Regions from separate parts of the Mus musculus genome. Here region 1 is linked to region 2. The links are chromatin contacts, called in public Micro-C maps. All regions are on one chromosome and are shown on one strand. Each heading gives the region's core, a stretch centred on a gene start, on an enhancer-like site or on the middle of the called end of the contact. The rest is flanking DNA. Distances are from core to core; before and after follow the strand shown. Region 1 holds the start of Dmtn (dematin actin binding protein). Region 2 holds the start of Slc39a14 (solute carrier family 39 (zinc transporter), member 14).

Region 1 (2,700 bases), core at 23-2,522, 280 kb before region 2:
CTAGCCCAGGTGGGGTTTTGTTTGTTTGGTTTTGTTTCTGTTTGTCTGCCCCTTCCACAGGGCCCACAGTGGCTGCATCCCAGCAGCTAAGCCTGGATTCCCGGTCCTCCTTCCCCCTTTCACGGCCACTCAGCTACCTGCCTTCTGTCATTTCTCCTTCTGCCCAAGCCACCTTCAGGTTACAGTCGTCCCTGTCCTCTGCTACTCCAGATACACCCCTCCCTTCCTGTCTCCTCCAGTCCTCTTTTCTTTGAAGACGGTCGGTCGGTCGGTCGGTCGGTCGGATGCTGAGGCCATAGTCTTACCTGTCTCCTTCAAGCCCCTCCCCCTGAGATTTTTTTTTCCATTCAGAAACCCCAGAGCCCCCTCTCCAGATCCTAGCTTTGCCCCAATAGCTGCTGCTATCATCAGCTGACCGGCTGTGGGCAGTGGTTACCAGGGCAACGGCAAGGCTGCCTAGGTAGGCAAGTCTGCAGCCGACATGGAGGTGGGGAAGAGGCCAGTTAGTGCTAATAGGGGTTAGAGGGCTAGGCTTTCTAGATGCACCCCAAAGCCAACATTGGAGGCCTGGAATGGTTGAAGTTTTGCCACAGAGAGAAGGCATGTCTCTTTGGAATATGGATGCCATCTGATAGAAAGCTTCCTTTTGCAAAAACAGCTTTCCTGGGAAAAATCGGTCCTTCATTCTCTCCCTGGCCCCTACTACGATCCCCAGGGGATCAAGTTTACAGAAAATCCAATCTGAATCTGATGTATTTATGACCTGGTTCCTTCCATCCTTCTATCTGTCCTCCTCAGAGAGGGTTAATGTTTGGATGGCCAATTCGGGTGCCCCTGCTGTTCCCTGTCCCAGAGGTGGGGGGATCCCCCACAGAGCCTCTCATCTGCTTCTGGAAGATGGTGGAGCATTATGAATGGGGTTTGAATTGCAGGTTCTTGGAGAGCCGGGTGGGCATAGCTCCCCTCAGTTATCAGTAACAGCCGCTAACTTGAACTCTGCTGGAGAGGCTCTGAGTGTGGATATTGCAGAGCCGGGATATGGGAAAGGGGGAAAACGCAGCGCAGCCGATTCTGCTTCGTCATGATGCCAGCGAATGAGCCCCTTGTTTGAAATGGATCAGCTGCAGCAGCAGCAGCTGAGATGAACTGGACCAGCAACACGCCCAAACGCACACACTCACACACCCTGGGGCCCGCCACTATCAGTTGTTGGTGGGGAGGGGCCCGGGGCCCGCCCGCCCAGAGACCGCTCCTCGTCCTGCCCGCCCACCAGACACCAGACTCGGACTCCCCAGCTCCGGGAACCCAAGCCGGTGGCTTGCAGAGCAGCAGGGGACTGGTGAAGCGGGTGGGGGTTCAGGAGGGAGATCAGACCGCTGAGCTGAGACCAGCTCCCCTCCTTCGCCAGCTCCCACCCCACCCACCCACCCTAAGCCGGCTTTCTTCCTGTTATTTGTGCTTCGTAAAGCGCGGCTGGGTTCCTGGAGAAGCTGCCTCTTACCTAGATTCCTGAGAAAACGCGGCCACCCAGTCGACCAGGGCCTAGCCTTTTGCTTCCTGGGGCTTCAGAGAGCCTGGGCCCCACTGTCTGGGAGGAGGTAGGTGACAGGGTCTTTTGCCTCTCTTTCTTTACGTAGGTATTTTGGGCTGTACCTCTGGATCTGGCCATGGTTTTGGGTGATATCAGAGATGCTAGGACAGGGTCAGCTTTGGAAAATGGTCAGTGGGAGAATAGGCCTAGGTGGCCAGACAAGGTGCTCAGCTGGGTTTGACCCGATCAAACTCCCTTTTTATTTGGGAGGAAGGATCTAGGCTGTTGCCGTGCAAAGAGTCCATATGGGCCCCAGCATTCCCTTTCATGGACACCCCCCCCCCCAAGCTTCTGTGGCCAGAATTTCAAGGGGTGGGAGCATGGGGCACAGTCTGTGGAGGGAGCTGTTAGCTTTTTGCTGAATGATGCAAGACATCTTTGGCAGCCTCCCTCCCGCCAGGCCAGGTGCCCTCTGGAGTGGCAGGGGTCCATTGAGGGGGCCAAAGCCGCTGGTTTCCAGCCCACTCTGGAGCCCCTCCTAGCTGAGGTTAGCCTGGTTAGGGTAGGGATTCGTCGAAGAATGAGGCTGTGTAGCAGGGTGTGACTGCAGAGCTTAGCCTGGCTCTCTGCCTGCGAGCAGCTAGTGTACTGAGAGAGACTGGGTGCTGAATAAACCTGGAGAGCCCCGGGGGTCCTAAGGGATTCCTTTCTCGGCACCAGACACGCCATACTCCTTTGCTGGGCAGGCACACCTGTGCGTCTCCTCCCAGAAGACTGGTTGCCAGGCTGTAGGTCTAAGACAAGCAAGGCAACGGTGCAGTGGGAGTGGAGGGATGTGGGGATGGGTCAGGTGAGGGCACTGGGAGTATTGGGGTTCACGTGCTCAGAACAGGGATGGGTTCAGCAGGCCATGCCAGGGAGCTGTGAGCACAGATGACGGGTGCCAAGGGGAGGATCAGTGGGTGGGTGCAAGTAGGTGTCCTTAGCACCATGTGTCATTGTGTGGGGGTCTGGCAGGGAGAGTGGGCGAGTGCTCTGGCAAGGAGGGCGGCAGAGTCCCTGTGTGCACCCATGTGCAGTTCTGTCAGCAGCCATGTGTTGGGCAGAGCTCTTCTGTCTTCTGCATGTATGCTCCTGGGAGTCTTGTCTCCATACAGCTAGTTGGTCTT
Region 2 (2,700 bases), core at 85-2,584:
GGTCTCAAATTCATTAAGGGGCCCAAGGCTGACTTTGAACTTGTGATACTTGTCCCCACTTCTCCAGTGCTGAATTACAGGTGAGCATTACCAGAACCGGTTGCTGGCCTCGAACTCATGGCTTTGGTGCGGTCTAAGCATACACTGAACCAAAAATCCCCCTTTTACCTTTTGAGAAAGGAGCTCACTAAATTGCCCCAGCTGGCCTTGAACTTGAGATCCTTCTGGCTCTAGAGTAGCTGAGATTATAGGTGTGCACCACCAGGATTGGCTATTACCTCACCAACCCCCAGCCCCACACTCTGGTGCTCTAGCCAGCCCGCAAGAGCAAGCTGCCATTGAGCTGAGTTCTTCCTGCCACCTGTTCTAGGGACATGGAGTTCTACTCCTATCACTTCCTTTTTGAGGGAACTTTCCCCAGCACTTAGATGCCATCTCTCTATTGAACAAATCTAGAGATACCACAGCCAGCTGGACACACTCCCTGTGCTAGAACAGAAACCCCCGCCATTCACTGGTTCCAGTGCCACTTGAGGTTCTTCCATGGGGCCCTCCCTGCCCCAGGTGACAGTTGGTTAAGCGATAGAGGAAATAATCCTAATATCCAGCTGAATAGAACAATAAGAGTTTAGTGGGTGGTTTATTTTTCTCAAGAAATTTGCATATACAAGGCTCAGTATCCAACACAATAGGCCCTTCCTACAGCGGAAGAGACTCCCTCCCAGGACAAACAAAACCTAAGGCTTGACCTCGCTCCTTAGGAATCTGATTAACTGTGAGAAAGAGGTGCGAAACTCTGAAAAAAAATGAATATGATCTTTTATTTGGATCGTTACAAGTTATTTTAATTCTTTTGGTTGGCTGGGGTAGGCAAAAAAAAAAAAAAAAAAAGCAGTTTATGAAGCGCTCCATCCTGCTTACAGAATATTTTAGAATTGGAGAAAACAGAAAAGTCTCTTAGATTCATCAACAGTGTTAAAACCACAAATGTCTACCAAGAGAGGGGCACTCTCCCTCAGGAGCGACAGGATGGAAGGTCACGCTGTGAGTTTCCCACAAAAGGGGCTAGGAAGGACAGATGGGAGGTTTCCAGAGAATAGCGGAGCCTGCAGGGCCTCCGTGAGTCAAGGATGGAATTCATCAAGGAAGGGTGGATGAAGCTAGAGAGAGCTAGGATGCGAGCCGGGGATGCACAACGCTGGAGGACCAGGTTGGCCAGGGTAACGACGCTGTTAGCTGGCGGTCCCACGTGGCAGGCCCGGGGGAGCGGGGCGGGGCAGCAGGCGGGGGCGGGCCCAGCGGTGACGCGCAGGGTATATGGCCGGGCATGCGCATGCGGCGGGGGCCGGACGTAGAGAGGGGGCGCGTGGCTGTTGGCGGGGACGCACCCACTCAGTAGCTGTGTCGCCCGCTGCCTTGGGGGGGGGGCCCTGGATAGTGAGGCTGCGTGGGCCCGACTGCCGGCTGGAGGACTTCAGGTGAGGACGGACCGGGCGCAGGCAGGATGGGAAGTCGGGCGCCTCCGGGTTAGGGGGGACACCGGGTGGGGGTTGGAGACACCGGCACGCCGAGGACCCAGAGTCTTTTCGGGAGGCCGCGCACTCCCTGAGCCCAGTCCTGGTAGCACCTGATTGCCGTGCCACGGTGGCGAGGAGAAGGAGGTCACTGCGCTGTCCCTTCAGCTGCAGGGCCCGGGATGTGTGAACCAGAGAAGGACGCCGGGGAGGTCGATAGCTGCTCAGAAAGGCTGAGATGAGCTTTCTAGAGCCCCAGGACACAGAGCGCAGAGGAAGCGGAGTAGATGGGTAGATCAGATGCTCTGCGGTGGCGGCTGCTCGGGGGCTCTGGTGTCTGGATCTTGCATCCCAGGAACCTATGTGTCCTTCTCCCTGCCCCACGCCAGACCACCCTCCGGCTGGAGAGTGATGCCCGATTCTTCTGGTTGGCTTGGGCAGGAGTGGATAACCGCAAGGGTGGCACCGCGCTGAATTCTCCCCTGACTAACGGCAGCGATGCCTCTTGGGCTCACTTAGGTTGGGACTGACCAAATTAGGTGGTCTGGTTACCGGCTGCTCCCTCTTAGAGTTTTAAAGCTATAGCTAAAGTAGCCATCAGACTCACCTTGTGATCCTGAGGTAGATTCTAAGCCGGAAAATTGCCTCTCTGGGTTGTGGGTTCAGCTTTAAGAATCTTCTGTCACCCCGGGGCCTAGATTCTAAGCTGATCTGTAGTCTAAATAGTTACATGGCTTGTGCGTTCAAGAGAACTCTCAGTTTGGTTTGGTGAGGGGTGGAGTGCTTTCCTGTGGCCTAAATGGAAGGATAGAGGCAGGAGCACTTTGGCAGGCCCCTCTTCGTGAAGTAACCTGGCTTTGGAATTGTAGCATTAGCTCTTTTTAGCCCCTGGTCATTGGGATAGATATATTTGCTGGAGGTGCTGATTTTAGGGGACGATAGAAACTGGCTCCGGAGTGACTATCTGGTCACTATTCTGGTTCAGGTTAGTACTGAGACCAGCCTGAATTGTCTATCCAAAAGATGTACAATTCCGTACTCCTTACCTATTAAAACAAATCTTCAACACTGAGGGGTTCCAACGTGCCTCCTTGGCCAAACAGCCAGAAACATGTCCAGAATCACAACTTCTGACAACTAGAATTAAAAGCCATCTAGTCCCCTTTCTATTGGTGACTTAGTTGAG

Evidence for each region. A called contact is a pair of places that touch in the nucleus more often than the background predicts.
Region 1: a contact with region 2 is called in a Micro-C map of embryonic stem cells, with 1.5 times the contacts expected there. The contact joins the promoter of Dmtn here to the promoter of Slc39a14 in region 2. A contact is called at or near these places in 5 of 484 Hi-C or Micro-C datasets (all in embryonic stem cells) and 1 of 115 datasets of contacts at active chromatin or transcription factors (embryonic stem cells).

Annotation. Positions count from the first base shown.
Region 1 is chr14:70,625,637-70,628,336 of GRCm38.p6, reverse strand. Dmtn (dematin actin binding protein) reads left to right here and starts at 1,272. Exons shown (of 16, transcript NM_001252662.1): 1 at 1,272-1,598.
Region 2 is chr14:70,350,058-70,352,757 of GRCm38.p6, reverse strand. It overlaps Slc39a14 (solute carrier family 39 (zinc transporter), member 14), which reads left to right and starts at 1,334. Exons shown (of 10, transcript NM_144808.4): 1 at 1,334-1,478.